Linked DNA regions of Mus musculus: region 1 is linked to region 2. A link is a contact called in public ChIA-PET data. All regions are on one chromosome and are shown on one strand. The core of a region is the stretch at or near the end of the contact, and the rest is flanking DNA. Distances in the headings are between cores, read along the strand shown.

Evidence for each region. ChIA-PET counts read pairs in DNA pulled down with a chosen protein or histone mark.
Region 1: an RNA polymerase II ChIA-PET map of memory CD8 T cells shows a contact between it and region 2, with 8 read pairs. The contact joins two enhancer-like sites.

What each region holds. Positions count from the first base shown.
Region 1 is chr6:67,413,334-67,418,343 of GRCm38.p6, forward strand. It overlaps the pseudogene Gm4761 and the pseudogene Gm44083. Among named protein-coding and RNA genes, the nearest start is that of Il12rb2, 40 kb to the left of the region's middle. Within about 2 kb of position 2,133, at least 35 of the 459 cell types and tissues checked have an H3K27ac peak or open chromatin away from gene starts, as enhancers often do. A contact at or near this core is called in memory CD8 T cells, where this site is marked.
Region 2 is chr6:66,970,313-66,975,156 of GRCm38.p6, forward strand. The region is part of intron 3 of Gng12 (guanine nucleotide binding protein (G protein), gamma 12); the gene reads left to right. Among named protein-coding and RNA genes, the nearest start is that of Gm36816, 36 kb to the right of the region's middle. Within about 2 kb of position 2,644, at least 97 of the 459 cell types and tissues checked have an H3K27ac peak or open chromatin away from gene starts, as enhancers often do. A contact at or near this core is called in memory CD8 T cells, where this site is marked.

The DNA of each region.
Region 1 (5,010 bases), core at 883-3,382, 440 kb after region 2:
GGGTGTCCAGGACTCGCTGTGGTGGTAGTACTGGGTTCTGATGATGCCAAGTAGTCTTGGTTTCTGTTGGTAAGATTCTTACATTTGCCTTTTGCCCTCTGGTAATCTCTGGTGTTAGATATTCTTGCTGTCTCTGGCTGGAGCTTGTTCCTCCTGTGAATCTGTAAGCCTGTGTCAGCACTTCTGAGAGCCCAGCTCTCTCCTGGAGAGACCAGTGGACAGAGAACTGCTGAACAGCCCCACCTCCTGGGTACAAAGGGAGGCCTGTAGGATCCTGTCCCAGCTGCTCTGCCGCTTCTGTGGCCTGTGCGCTCCTGAGTAGACCTGGATTAGAGTCACAGGAGAGAAAATGGCATCTCACCTGAGTCCTGGCATCAGACACTACCTCCTAAAATTCTTTTCTGTGTGGAAACCACAAATCCAGGTTTGTCCTAAGTGAGGATCCCCAAAAGTCTGGGACTTCCCAGGGTGCTGATGGTGACAGTGTGGTGTTGTCTTTGTCCTTTATTGCTGACAACATGACCTTATCTTGGAAAAAGACGTCAAATCTTTAGGAGTATTAGAAACCACAGTATTAAGGCCTTGGAGGGCAGAACTCCATTCAGCTCAGTGGGCTTCTAATGCCCCTGTCTTCCTATTGCATGTTTGGAATGTATGTTTATTGAGTACAGTGGCAATGCCTGCAGGTATAACTACTCCATAGGCTGCAGCAGGGGGATTGCTTGAGCCTTGAAGCTTGAGGCTAGCTGGGGTACCAACTAGTGAGATCCCAACTCAATCACACAAACACATGACTCTACTTACCTTGCTTGAGGTGCATTTTTTATGATAACGGTATAGCTCTAAAATAAAACCTTTACTTCACAATTTACTGCTATACTTCCCTTTTTACCTTTTATAGTAAAGTTCTTAGGCAGACCATTTTGATATTGAGTTGAGGGAGCTCATGAGGCCTCACCCTCCCCGAAGATATATATGTAAAATTCATGATCGTTGGGGAAAGTTGGCATTTATTTATTATTATTATTATTATTATTATTATTATTATTAATTATTATTTTTACCATGAATGACACTTTATTCAGTCTTTTTCTTAACAACTGAAACTCTGGGAATTCAAAATTAACATTCTTGCCTGCGAGCTTCTTGTACACACCAGAAAAAGTTTCGACCTTGTGTTCCATGTTGCTCTGCTGTACTTTGTCTAAGTGAACTTTTATGAGCTGGTTGCCATCCGGTTTCACACGGATCCTCTTACCCACACTTTCACTTGAAAAGACTAAGTCCTCAAGGATGGCGTCGTGCACTGCTGTCAGTTTGCAGCTTCTGGGGCGCTTTTGCTTATTTTTCGTACGGCTTTTCCGGGTTGGCTTGGGCAGAATCCTCCTCTGAGCAATGAAGACTGCATGCTTCTCACTGAACATTTTCTCCAATTCACGAACTAGCCGGACTTGGATTTTCTGGAAAGATTTAAGGGGAGGAACTGGTACAAAAATTACGATAGATTTCCGACCACCACCAACTTCAATTTCCTTGGCTGCGGTGATGGTGAGTTCCTGCAGCTGCGCCTTGAGATCGGAGTTCATCTCCAGCTCGAGCTGCGCCTGAGAGATTCCAGAGTCGAACTCATCCAGCGTCTTGCCATTGAGCTTCACAATCTTGTCTCTCGAGGTGAACATGGCTTCGTCCTCACGGAGTGCCTGGCTTAGAAAGAGGGACAACTCTCACGAGAACAGCACACATCCGGGTGGCAGAAGGCATTTTCTTAAGTAGGGTAGCCATTGGTAAGTTGCTGATGCTCCTGTATTCAAAATACTCATGCTCCTTTGAGGAACTCTAATGAAACTTATTACATGATAAAAGACATGAAAGTAGATGGGGACCAGCAGGGATGAGGAAAAGAGGCAGCCGGAGTGGCAGGTGGATAAGAGATGATGACAGGGGGTGGATCTGATCAGACTACATTATATACATCTATGAAAAGGCAGCGCTGCAACCCATCGGGTATAAGTACAGCTAATATATACTAATGAAAATGAAAAAGTTGGAAGAAACATGTCTTCAGGCAGGATGTGAAAAGTGAAAGAGAAGACTCATCGACTGCCACACCTCGCACGCAGGCCCTGGTGTTGGACTACTCATGATTTCCTTCCTGTGCTCTGAGAGAAAGCTGCTAATTTTAGATTTGTCTTTATGGTCACAGTCAGTACTTATGGTTTCTTAGCTTTGTGTTGTTTTGCTTACCTTTTCCTTTTTCTGTTATACAGCTCATCAGGAATCTTCTTACTGCTCAGAGCAAAAATGGCTCATTTAAGATCACATTCCTAACATTTACTAAAGGCAAATCACAGAAACAGACACTAGCCTGTATTTTTGAGCGTAAGGGTGAATGGAATGTTTCTTCAGAGCCATGATGGGAAATCTACACATGCAAGGTGGAGAGTCACTATCTTGAGCTAGGATGACTATGAAATTAGTAAAATGGCTAAAAGGGCCCTAACGTGAAACATTAATTGGGATTTAATGGTTAACCTTGGCAGTGAGAAAGATACATAGTATCCCTCTGTCCAGCCTCTGGTAGCTCTCTGTAATTTTGCCCTAACTGTGGTATTCACAGAAGTTGTACAATCTAGTCATGAATCCGAGTCTAATTACTTTATATTAGCATCATGCTTTTTCCTCAGAGAGAGCGATGGTTTATTTTTAATCAGCTCTTATATGTTAAGTCAATAGTGTCTGCCAAGTGGGCAACAGTTGCCTTTAAAGCACATTTCTCTGCAACTGGCATAATTACCTCACACAGAGAGAAGCCTCAGCAGGACTTCATAACCTCTGGGTTTATAAAATCTAATTATGTTCAAAATACAATATTTTATTTTCACTGATCTCAGAAAGAGCCCAAACATGAACAAAGCCAGACTAACCACAGAGTAACTGGGGAGCAGTGAGGTCCTCTCTGCATCCAATCTGCCCCATGCCAGCTGTCTGAGGGAGAAGCCCCGCTTTGCTCAGTCATCATGTCACAGAGAAACGTGGGGGTATACTCTAGATAATCTTTTGGACCGGTCCACTTGACGTTAGGTAAAACCTCTATTTAGTCCGGCGGTTCAGGCTTCTCTAGGCCAAGCTCAGTCTACAGAGTGGAAGAGAGGTGCCCAGTCTGCTTCTCCATGCTGCGTCAGAAGCAGATGTAACTAAGAGTTGGGGAAAGGGAGGCCCAAACGTGCTCTCCAGTGTGTTCTCAGAAGGAAGTTTGTTTTCCTCGCCTTTACATTTTGGAATTTTGCAACTGATTGTGTTTGATAAAGAGGATAAACCACTAAAGTACATCTTTCAAAACCTCTGCGCTATTCCATAGTCATGGGCAGTCCCTCTATTTTAAAAAAGGATGATTGAAAATATAAGAAAAGAGGAAGCTGGGAGTGTGCTGGGAGTGCAACCCAGAAACCCATGCTGCCTGAGAGCCACCCTGGTTACAAACATTCTACTCTAAATAAAGTGCACACCCAAACCACACACACACACACACACACACACACACACGACTACTTTAGGAATTAGTTCCACTGTACTATCTGTGACTATTTTTTGATCCTATGTAAGAAAGAAGAATGTATTAGGGCAGGAAACAATTTATTTTCCTTACAGCTATAGCATTGTACAGAGCATGGTACTCCATCATGTTTCAGCATCTCTCCCCTTCCTCTTTCTTAGTGGCATCTTGAGGTCGACTTCCCTCCTTTCTCGCTTCTCCTGTACCATACCAAATTGGGGGGGGGGTATTTCCACTGAGAAACAGCAACTTACAACTGCGAGACTCAGTTAATAATATATAGTAAAATAATAAAAGAAGTTAATAATATACTCAGGAGCAAATTGGATTGATGTCATAGTTCATACTTGTTCCCAAAAGGTACAGAAAATAGAGCACTCAGGCAAAGACGGGAGGTGATGTGGATAGCACCATCAATGGGGAAAGAAGTATGACTTTGACCACTCAAAGGGCCTTTGCATGCATATTATAGTTCCACTTCTGTGTTTTATCGGGTTCCTGAGTATGTGAATGAGGGTGTCTTTACCTTCCGTTTATTTGCTTTTTTCTTTTCTGCTATGTTTGTCTTACTAAATATTATTGTGTTATTTCCCAAGGTGCTTGTATGTTTTCTAAGAAGAGACAGAGTTGAGGCAACTCCAGGGGAGGAGGAAAGTGAGGATGAATAGAGGGAGGGAAAATAGTCATCAGAGTATATATATTTGATGAAAAAATAAAAGAGAAAAGAAAAAAAGTCTCCTTCCCATGAACATTCCCCTTTGCTTTCTTCCATTTTTTTTCTCAAAAGGAGCTCTGGCAAAGTTTTATTAAAGGAAAACTTTCTTGTTTACTTCTCACCAGTCTGTTCTGGCATGCTTCTAATAATATCAGAATCACCTGGGTCAATGATAGCCAGTGTACATACTCTGTGGTATTTTCCACATGCTATACCTAATTTAATATTATTGCCACTGTAGTGATGGACACCAGTTTTAGCCAACATGGCATAGTATTCTATTTCAGATTTCCTCCAAGCTGGGCAGTTGTTGGCAAGGGTAACCAACTTCACTTTGCTTGTCTGATCATCTTCAGTGTCTGTACCCCAGCATATACTTTCCACTTTTCATAACAAGCTGGAGCCTAGAGTTGATTGACTCCAGAGACTTTCATCTTCTTTGTGGCCACCATCTTCCTGCCTTAAGTGCAGGACAACCTCCAACCAAGATCAGCTGCCAAGATGGCTATGGAGCGAGATAGGCACTTTCTTCCAAATTTACAATCTCTTTTTGTTTAATTTTTATTATACACACATATACATATATACTTACACATACACAAAACACACACATATGTATATTCTTAAATATGTCAATAAAACCTGGTCAAACCATATATATATATATATATATATATATATATATATATATATGATTTTAGACCACATTTGATGTTTGATAATCAATTAGTGTGCTCGTCCC
Region 2 (4,844 bases), core at 1,394-3,893:
AGGGTGAGGGTACATTAGCAGAAAGCATGACATTCCGCTCAAAGGACTGACCTCAATATCATTATCCCTGTAGTTGGCTTACTTTTTCTGCTGCAAGAGGCAGGAGAGATGGCTTAGTGGTGGAGAGCCTGGTGCACGAGACCAGCACCTACACAAAGGCAGTTCCTACCTGCTGGTAACTCCACCTTCAGGGCTGTCTGATGCCTCCCACCATCTAGGGCATTGGCATGCACACGCACATAAACACACACACAATAAAATAAAGGCCGTCTCTTAGGAAGCATTCTCCCCACTTTTCTGGATTATTTACAAAAAAAAAAAGCATGCCTTTTCCTTTTTTCTCTCTCTCTCTCACTTTTCTAAGCATGGTGTTTTTCATAGCACTCTTTCTAGAAATCCTTTTTAAAGGCATTTCTCCTCCCCACCATATGACTCACCTTTATGCCAACAGCTGAACTCGAAGTACATGGTCCCTCTCCCTCTTCTTTTTTATTCTCCATCTCTGGACAGCTTGTGAGATTCACAGCTTGGCTGCCTTGGGACTTTTCTTTTTGACTCGAATAAAATTGTCTTTGATAAATAAACTTTGGCTTTGCTTGACTTTTAATATATGACAATAAAATAAAAATCTCTGGGAAAAAAAAGAAAGTAATCTAAAAGATGGAGTTTTTATATTGGCCCACCGTCCGTTGTGGTGTGAATTCTTGGCAGTGGACTGTGAGGTATCTGGTCACGCTGCGCCTGCAATCAGGAAACAGAACAATGGATGTTGGTGCTCTGATGGTGCTGTTCCTGGTATTCAGTCTCCAGCTCAGCCGTGGGAAGGTACTACCCACCCATAGGTAATGTGGGTTGTCTTACTTATGAGTACAAAATCACAGACACACCATAGGCATGTCTAGGTGATTCTGTGTTCTGTGAAGTTGGCAGTATTAATCACAGTAGTCACAAGTAGCATAGAACACAAACTGGTATTTACTATGGTTTCAGCACCAAAGTACTCTGGACAAGTTTGCCTAGGTTGATAAGGCATTTTATATTACTAAAACTCCAAATGATGTTATCCTGAAATCGCAGTTGCCCTGTTCAGTTCCATTTGAAGATAAGTGAAATGCAGGGAGGTTCAGTAACCTGCCCAATGCTTCACTTGTATAGCAAATATGGCCTATACCCCCCCCCAAATACAGTATTCTTCTTAGATTCCTTCTTATTCACTGCCTTACTGGCCTGAGCTAGGAGAGGGAAAACAGATGGGAAATAAGAAGAGGGGGGAGACACCTTGGAAAAGAAAGAGATGAAGTTCTTTTCCAAAAGAAGGGCTCGTAAGGGAACTGCTGAGGTGGCTGGCAGCTGCTGAGAAAGGGGTACTTCTGAATGTCTCTGTGCCATGGTACTGTGTGTAGAAACAGAAAATAAACCAGGACACAGTGAGATCACACAAAAACCAGACTGCTGAGAAGGCCAGAAAGAGATTGCCTCTCTAAAGCCCCATCGCGCCTGCTCTCTGCAGCTCTCTTGTTTGGGGGAAGAGTTTCACATCCAGACAACAAAGTCAGGATGTGGAATTCTGAGTTTCTGCAGCGGCCTGTGGTAGATTGGGTTACTCTGACTTCTATCTGACAGTTGTTTTTGGTGGCTGCCACCAAACCCTTGGGCTTCTCTGCCACTAGCCTTGGAAAGCCAGAAACCTTTATTGATCAGTCACCCAATGTGAAGAAATATTTTACAAGCAAAAGAATCCCTTGAATGTATACTTCAGCCTGTGTGAGAGCCGTCAGGCTCTCTTTTATTTTTCCCCCAAAAGGAAGATTTTATTTTACCTCTCCCTCCTCCTGTTCCCGTCCCCCTTGTAAGACAATAGTCTCTTGTTCAAATGTAGCATGTTCTGTAATTATTTGTGCTTTCAGACTAGGAGAATGAAACATTTCAGTCACTATCTGTGAGGTTACGCTTTGCTCCCAAAGGACAGATCTCTGCCCTCACAGCCAGCACCGTGAAGGCCCAGTGTGTCTCAGCTTTGGCATGGAGAGCAAACATTCCTGCACAGCAAAAATAGCCAGTTCAACTTCCATTACGTTCCCACCAGGTTGTGGGTGTTCTCGTGAGAGGAGGAAGGATGGAGGCTTTTGTGGTCTACATATAGTGCTACCCACCCACCACACACGCATACCCAGTCCTTCAAAGGCTAGCTAACATAGAACATTTCCGGTGCAAAGCCACATTTTTAGCTACTACTGTCATCATCTTCAAAGGCAGCAACTATGAATACTCGCCTCTTAAACCTTCACCTATGTATCGTACCCTAAGTATATGAAAATAGTGCGAGCTCCTGTCAAGTTAATTTTTGTTAATGAAGATGTTACACCACACTTTCTGGAACTTATGTTAGGAATGGTGTTGACTGAGGGAGAGTGACACTCTTATCCCAAAGGCATGATCTTGCGACACCCAATACTTGGAAGATTTCTTGTGCTAAATCTGCAAGTTAGGAGTTCTTTACAGCTTCGATTGTATGGGAGTATATCCAGAACTGACATCAGGAAGAATGGAAGTAACTCAGTTGAGGCTCATCAGTCTCCCCCCCTTGCTTCTGTGAAGCGGTTTCTAGCATCCTCCCTAGGAAAGCATTGCCAAGCCCGCTCTGCTTTGGGATGTCGAGCTGCCACTCCTTTCAGACTGGAACTCAGGGTATCCATGTCCTCTAACCCACATACATTGCTCTCTTTGCCTTTAACCTTCCTCAGATTCTTAAAGATCCTTACAGCCCTGTAGTCTGAACAGTATTGCCAACCCTGAATTAACCGCTCCCCAGCTTTACAGCATAATTACTTGTATGTAATTTATAAGTCAAAACACCAAGTGGTGAGTTTAAGTCAAGCTCTTATTTTTAGATCACTAAAAATTTACATATTTTTATTTTGAGCCACATGGGTGCGCAATAATAAGGGACTCCTGGGTACTACTCCATCCCTCAGTGGCAAACTGCTTTGACACTTCCTCTTCTGGACTGCACTGCCCCTCCCCCTTGCCGCTGCAGCACCAGCTACTTCTGAGGCTTTGATAGTCTACTACTGAGAAGGAGTCCTTTGCAACATTCCTTTTAGTTCTGGTAGATTTAAGTGCCTGTCGAGCTTGAGGGGGGAAGTTAAGAATGGAGGGGAAAGTGTCCTGCATTTTTACAGAAATCAGTGTAATTATGCTGTGTCAGCAGGTAGTTTATAGGGGTTTCAGTTTCTTAAAGGAGTGACTCTGGCCTTTAATTATCCCAGTTGGTGTTCAGCTTTGGAAAGCCTGTGTACTTGGAGAGCATGTTAATTTAACCACTTTATAGTTGGTCATTCTAGAACCCAAACCCCCTTCCTAGAGGAAAGAATTTGAGGATCAAGAGATACAAAAAGTTTTAACTCTTTCTATCTCTGTTCCTCAGAGTCTAGCTCTCCTTGAGCCTTTAGGGCAGCATAAATCAGTATATTAGACCCTTCACAAACAGTTCATGAATACAGGTTAAGTGATGACTCTCCAATAGTTGTAGGGCTAAGGGACACCAATAATAGACAAATTCAGGAGATTATTTCAGTGAATGCTAGGCACCACAGATGTGTGGCTGTACACCTCCTACCAGGTGTAGGCCATTTTGGAGAGCCTGTTTTTCTCCATATCTATCAAATTCAGCTTACCCAACCCCAACTCTGAAAAATGGGAAGAGAGCACTATTTTGTCCATCTTATACAAGTAAATTGCAATTTAAAGAAATGGAACAATTTTTCCAAAGCCATAAAATTTGTTGACCCAAAGAAAATCTAGCTCAGCTCAACCCAAAAGTGTCCTGTGTCCAATGACCCAAGTTTACTCCCTGGAACCTATGTGGAAAAGAGAGAGTTCCTCCAAGTTGTCCTCTGACTCTACACACCTGTGGCATGCGCATACACACATGTTTTCCCTGCACCCTCTCTCCCACACAGACACACAGATACACTGTAAATGTAAAAGAAAAGTGCTTTGGTAGGTGCTGGTTCCAGGGGACCTTGTCCTGTGTTCTTTCCCTGGGCCTTGCTGCTGTGTCACACAGGCTGCCTTTCCCACTGGAGGAAACTAGGCCCACAGGAGTCAGTTGCCTTCCAAGCCCCACAGCCCAGGCACCACCAGATCTGCTATTCTTTAGTTCAGCAGCTGGAAAGCCTGAGGCCCCAGCTGTGTAGGTGGTGGTCATGTATACAGACCCCTGAGGTAGCCAGTTGACTCAGACACGTTGTATTGACAGGCCACTCTTTGTTCTTTCGTCGGCCACCTACATATAAGTTCCCACCTAAGATAGGGTTTGTTTTCTTCTTTCAAGATAGTATCAAAAGGTTAGTAACCTTTATTCAAGCTGAAATTTTTAATGTGATTTTTCTCTTCATGTATTAACTGTACAATATAATAGGCTTTATTCCAGTGTTTCCATGCATGTGTGCTCTCTGTTTTGACAACATTCACTCCACTTTCTATCCCCCCTCCCCCTCCTGCTGATCCTTTCCCAAACAGTCCTGCTTCTACTTAGGTGTCGCATATATTTTTCCCATATATGAGGGAAAATATTATTTATCTGACGCTGGCTTGCTTCACTTAACAGGATTCTGAAATTCCATCCATTTTTCCTGCACATGACGTGATGTGCTCTTCTCTTGTGGCTGAGTAACACTCCATTGTGTGTATCCCATTTTCTTTATCCTCATCCTTGATGAATACCTGGGCTGGTTCTCTAACTGGCTGTTGTGACTAGCACTCTGACAAAGGAGAGAATGTAATTGTCTGTCTTGTGCGCAGGCCGTGACTCTTTGGGGATATATACCCAGAAGCAGGAT